Regions from separate parts of the Anser cygnoides genome. Here region 2 is linked to region 1. Evidence: chromatin contacts called from public Hi-C data. All regions are on one chromosome and are shown on one strand. Each heading gives the region's core, a stretch centred on a gene start, on an enhancer-like site or on the middle of the called end of the contact. The rest is flanking DNA. Distances are from core to core; before and after follow the strand shown.

Region 1 (2,902 bases), core at 290-2,789:
CAAGTTCTCTGAGGCTTTGAAAGAGATTATTTGAGTATTAAAGCAAAGCTCATGCCTTGGTAAGAACAAATGTCAATGAAATGGCCAATATCAACAAGCTGGAGTTTTCTTAGTTAAAGTGGATAGAATAATCTCTACTGAGGAAAAGCAAGCCATTTCACTCTCTGACTTTTCTGCCTTCTCTTTCCACCTTAAAAGCAATCTAGAAAAAAATCAGTCAAATAATTCTAATTAGAAAGAAAACAAACATAAAAGTCCTGTTACCAATGCTGCAAGAAAGTAGTGTGAAGGTCAAGCATGTGGAAACAGAAAGGACAGTTTGAAAGGCAAAATTTTCTCTTATTTTCTGCTTCTTCCTGCATGTGCAGAAATCACTGGTTGTTGTTGCAGAATGAGCTTTCCATCTGTAGAACTGGTTTTTGGTTTTGTTTTTTGATATTTAACTATTCAAAGAGTCTTCAGCTACTTCAACAGGGGCCTGCAAAAGAAGGGGTTTCCCCACAGCCCTAAGTTGCCATGTCCAGCAGCCACTGCATCTTCCCTCTCCAGCACCCTAAGCCATGCTCTGATTAAGGGATTTTATTTCCACATGAAAAGCTCAGGCATAAAAGGAAGAAAAAGGAATCTTCTGTTCCAGTTTGGCATCCCTGACCCATACCTCACTCTTCCTGTAAACTAGGGCCTGGTATGCCTCAGCCGTGGCAGCGTCAGCAGTGCTGAAGCCACTTTGCAAGCGTAAAGCAGTTATGAAGCCAGTTCTGGAGCTGCCCTGCCACTTCTCAAAACAAACCCAAACCCTGGGCTATTTGGGGGCTTTCCAGCATTGGAGTGCCACAGTGACGCACGGAGACAAAATGAGAAATAGTTCGGGGAGGGATGAGGGAAGGAGCATGCCACAGCCTCCCCCACAACCCCAAAATCCCGTTTCACCAACCACCTACAAAATAACGGCAATTGTTATTAGAAGAGCCCGCAAGCTCCTCTTCCGTACAGCAGAAGGCCATCAAGGGAGGGAGAATAACCAAGAGGGGAAAAGAAAAATCAAGGAAACGCAGAAGCAGCTCGAGGTTTAAAGGTGATTTATTGCTTCACAGCTATACGACGAGAGGTTTTCACACATCACACAGGGCACCGTTCCACCCCCAGGGAAGCGGGGCTCCCCACGGCCACGATTAGCCAAGGAACAGCCCAAAAGAGCCGCACGTGACGCCAATTTATTTCCCCGCAGCTCCCCCGGCCCTCCGGGGGATTTTTTTACCCCTCCCTGAGGCGGCCGGGGCCGCGACCATTGAGTGGGGAGGGGGGCGGTGGGAGGGGCGAGTCACCTTGCTCTGCACCCCCCACACACCCTGAGGTGGGCTCGCCCATCACCATGACAACGACCAATCAATGTTCCCCTTTCCCCCCCCCAGTAAGGTTGGCCGTCCGGAAGCCTAGAGAAGGCGCGCACCCCCTTCTCCCCCTTTCAGCCAATCAGAACGCAGAGAAAAAGCGCGAGGTGGGCGGGGCCTCACGCCGCGCCGCCTATAAAAGGGGGCTGGAAGCGGCCGCGCGGCTCATTCGCGGCTGGCACTGGAGGTGTGAGGCGGGGGGGAGCAGGGAGAGCACCGCCGCGCCCGTCCGCATATCGCCCTAACGGCCGCCTCACCGCCCTTTCCCCGCGCTAGCACCATGAAGACCAAATTCTGTAACGGCGACGCCGACCCGTCCCCGCTCGGGCTCCTCCTCGGCTGCAGCCCCGGTTCTGCCGGCGGCGGGGGCGGTGGTGGTCTCCCCGCCGGTGGGGGTGGGCAGCCCCCTTCGGCTCTCCCTCACGCCGAGCCCGAGGGGAAGGAGCCCGTCCCGCCGCCTTCCTCCCTGCTGCCCCCGCCGGCCCGCGAGGAGGAGCCGCCGCTCGACCCCCGCACACGGCGCAGGGCCTATCTGTGGTGCAAGGAGTTCCTGCCCGGCGCCTGGCGGGGGCTGCGGGAGGAGCAGCTGCGCATCGACCCCATCAGGTCAGTGCCGGGGCCGCCTTTTTGCTTTATTTTCATTCAATTTCCCTAAATTCGCCTCTCCGCGCCCCACGCCGCGCTCCCCCGGGCGCTGCGGGCACGCCCCTCAACCCCCCCCACGCTATTTCCCTGTGCTTGTGGTGCGCTCCCCCCCCCCGCGGCGGGTAATGGTGGGGTCCGAGGAGGGCAGGGAGCGCTGGGGTCCGGCCGCTTCCATCGCGCCGCGGGGGAGGGTGCGGACACTTGGAAAGCCCCAGCCTCGCTGCATCCTCCGCCGCCATCTGGGGGGGGGGGTGGATGGGGAGCCGCTGTGTGCCCCCAGCCGGGCTCCCCCGGGCGAGAAGAGCCTCTGAGGATGCCCAGAGCCGCAGAAATCAGCGGCTGGATGCCGCGTGTCGGAGGTGGGGAGCATCTCTGGCCGTACCAAGCGCTGCTGGTGACTCAGCGCGCTGACAGCCTGTAGGAGACTGGGTTTTGGCAGCCCACGGGTGTGAGGTGGGGGTGTTGTGGAAGCCCTGAGTGATGTGTGGAGGATCCTCGCCTTTTTTCTTGCGGAATTGCATCGTCTCTTTGTGTGGCTGCCCTGTATGCTCGTCCAGCCGCTGCTAGTTCAGGGTTTCACTTACAGGCCGTGTGTGGTGTCTCGATGCTCAGTCATCCCACCTGATCAAACATCTGTGGTTTTAAAGTACACACTTGTCCATTATTCACCTTGACTCACTGAGTTTGCTTTTCTGATCACTTATGCTTCTAAATATATGGCTTTCCTAATTATCCTAACGTCTATCCTTCTGTTGATTCGTGAAATACATGCAAATACCCCCCTGGTTAGTGATGATAAAAGGAAGTATAAAACTGTTGGTGAAGATCTCAGATATACATGTGAGCATGATTAACTCCTTAAGAGT
Region 2 (3,106 bases), core at 167-2,666, 420 kb after region 1:
AGGTCACATCCAGCTTTCAGGAGGTGCTCAGCGATTTCGGGCTGATCAGTGATCACTGCCAGGTGAAGGGGAGTCTGCAGGCAAAAGAGAAAAGAGAAACCTGTAAGTTACACAGCGGACGTGGCAGCAGTGCCTGAACACACAAACCCTGCAGTCGCTTGGGGATTTCTGCCCAGCTGAAAACACACCCCACAAAGTCAGTTCGTTACGCTTCCTGACATAGTGCAGAGCTGCTCGTTAGTCTGGAAGCAATGAACTCGGGGCTCTCCAGATACCAGACATGCAATCCGTAAGAAGGGTATCATTAACATCCCAGCGAGGAGGGGTGCAACCCATTGCATCATATTTGAAAAATGGGGGCGGTAAGTAAGAGGCCGCTGCCGGGGAGGCAAAGTGTTGCACCAACACCGGTCGGAGTCATTCGGGTGCTTTCCTGAACGGAGGCTTTGATTTAATATCCACTGAATTAAAAAAGCGATTTTTCCTTGGGAATTCCCCACAGGGCTTTTGTGGGGGCGGTGGGGGTTGATCCGGGCCCCGGGGTGCCGAGGTGAAAGTACCTGGCTGAGGTTGTTCTGGAAATTCAGGAAGGCACGGTCCCCGCTGGTCTGCCGGATCACCTCCAGGCTGAGGGCTTTTTCTTCGTGGATAATCGCCAAGTGGAGAAAACTGCATCCAAAAAAAAAAAAAAAAAAGAGAGAACAAAAGAAAAATTAGCCGAGCTACGCGAAAGCCCCAGTCCCCCCGGCGGGAACACGGGTGACGAGGTGCCCGGGCCACGGCCTCAGTCATGTGCGGGTTTCGAAAGCCGGGGCTTTCGGCGGCCGGGGCTTTCCGACGGCAGCGGGAGCCGCCTCTCCCTGGCGCCGCTCCAGGGACTTTCCGCGCTCCGCTCCCCGCCCGGCGCCTCCCCGACGGCGGCCCCGGCCCCGTTCCCGTCCCGGCCCCGGCCTCCCCGCGGCCCCGGCCCCGACTTACGTGTCCCCGTCCTCGGTGAGCTGCTGCGCCCAGCCGTGCGGGCGGGCGGGCGGCTCGCGGGGCTGCAGGCGGATGTCCTCCAGCTCCCGCACCAGCTGCCGGTACTCCTCCTCCTTCATGGAGTCCAGCCCGCTGTCGTGGCGGTCGTCGGGCGGCAGCAGCCCGGCCGCCCGCTCCTTGCGGGGCGGCTCGCAGCCCTCCGCGGCGGGCGGCTCGGCGGCGAGGCGGGCGCTGATCATGGCGGCGGGGCTCTGAGGGCGGCGGGGCGCCGCGGCTCCGAGGGCGGCTGGCGGGGCCGGGAGCGGGGCCGGGAGCGGGGCGCGGAGCGGGGCTGGCGCTGCCGACCGGGCGGGCATCCGCGAGTGAGCGGCGGCGGCGGCGGCGCGCCGCATATACACGGCGGCGGAGGGGATTTCTGCGGGGGAGGAGCCGCCGCCGCGGGAATTTCCAGCCTCTCAAGGCCTCGCCGGGCGAGTCCGGTCCTGCTCGGCGCCAGGGGCGGCGACGGGGTGGGGAGGGAGGGAGGGAGGGAAGGGGGCCGGCCCGGCTCGGCGCGGCGCGGCCCGGCAGGGCGGAATTCCCTGCGCCCTCCCTGCCCGGCCCTGCCCTGCCCGCGGCGGGGAAGTACTCGGAGCCCCGCGGGGGGACGCCGCCGCCCGGCCGCCCCGGGGGCTTCCCCGCGGGGCCCGCTGCCCGCTGCAGGCAGCCCCCCGGCTCCTCGGCCCTCCCCCGGAGGCCAAACGGGGCTTTGGGGGACGCAGGAGGGGAGCTTGGGCTGCGGCGTGGGGCCGCTTCTGCACCCCGTGTCCCAAAGCCTGGATCGGGTCACCGTGATGCTAATTATTTACTTACTGGGGGGTGCCAGGCTTTGGAGAGACTCAGATGCTGCGCACGGCTGGTGTTACACATTGCGGAGCCTGCAGGTGTGCGGGTACCACACAGCACCTGAGGGACCTCACACCTCTGCGGTGGAATTGCTCACGGGATTAGGAGCAGGCGGGAGGATCCCTGCTCCACTCTGTACGTCCAGGCCGTGTCAAAGGCTAAACAGAACCCCTCAGACCGTACACACAGGAACTTTGTTTCCCGAGAAGCGGTACCTTCTCCCAGTACCCTTACTCTCTGCATCCATTTTAGTTACTCCCTGCTCCTCATTACCGATGTCCTCCCATCCGTGCGTAGGGAGAACAGGATAGACGCGGGCTCCCACATGGATAAAAGACGCCTGTGAGGTTGACGATGCTGAATTTTTCCCTGGTGAATTTTGCTGCCGCTTCTCAGATGTGGGGGATTCCCATTAAGAATTTTTCTTCTCTTGCAACTCTTGCTGGCCTCGCTGACTAACAGTGTCTGAGAGTTTTTTGGCTTTTGCCATTTTCCCATGGGATGGTGTCCCTTTGAAAAAAAGGACTTGTGAGAAAATCCGAAGATGAAAGGGGGAGCCAGAGGAGAGGGAAGACGCCTGGCTTTCCGTAAACAGATGTTTCTGATTTTCAGCCCAGCCGTACCATTCCTGGGCTTTTTTTCATTATTCATCTCTGGGCCTGGGACAACCCGGTGGTGCTTTTGGGCAGGTTTAGAAAAGCCGTGCAGCTCTTTCTTTTATAGGTTAAGGGTTATGAAAGTTTTGTGAGCTTCTTGAAAGAGTTTCCCCTTTTTAATGTAAATTGGCAGGGGAAATTTAATTAACAAATGATTCTCCTCCCACCTGCCTCTGTGCAAAAGCAAGGAGGGGAGCTGGAAAGCAAGCTCCTGATCCGAGTAGCAGGGGCACCGAGCCCAGCAAGAACCGAGCTGCCTCCCGGTGGGGCTTCGCCAGAGCCACGCAGAAATTAAACTTGCAAACTTCCCGTCCTCGTTGCGATGGCTGGAAACCGAGTTCAGCAAAACAAGTTCTTTGCCTCTGCGAGTGACTTCCAGCTGCTGTCACAGGCAACCTCGGGGCTATTTTTGGAAAGTGTTTGCCAGCAGAAACCTCTTTTTGGAGGCACGCGAGCTGAGATGCTCTCATTTTGTGTACATCTGAACGCTGCGGTGCTTCAGCCAGTTGTAGGTGGCGGAAAGGAGATGGAAAATGATTTCTGGATGGAAAGATCAGCCCACTTCCTGCCCCGGCAGATGCAGCACC

The links. A called contact is a pair of places that touch in the nucleus more often than the background predicts.
Region 2: a Hi-C map of liver shows a contact between it and region 1, with 1.8 times the contacts expected there. The contact joins the promoter of NFKBIA here to the promoter of CHKA in region 1. A contact is called at or near these places in 2 of 7 Hi-C or Micro-C datasets (both in liver).

The regions. Positions count from the first base shown.
Region 1 is chr5:39,979,989-39,982,890 of Taihu_goose_T2T_genome, forward strand. It overlaps CHKA (choline kinase alpha), which reads left to right and starts at 1,540. Exons shown (of 11, transcript XM_048059721.2): 1 at 1,540-1,997. The coding sequence starts at 1,672.
Region 2 is chr5:40,400,403-40,403,508 of Taihu_goose_T2T_genome, forward strand. NFKBIA (NFKB inhibitor alpha) reads right to left here and starts at 1,417. Exons shown (of 6, transcript XM_048059840.2): 1 at 979-1,417; 2 at 561-669; 3 at 1-74. The coding sequence starts at 1,370.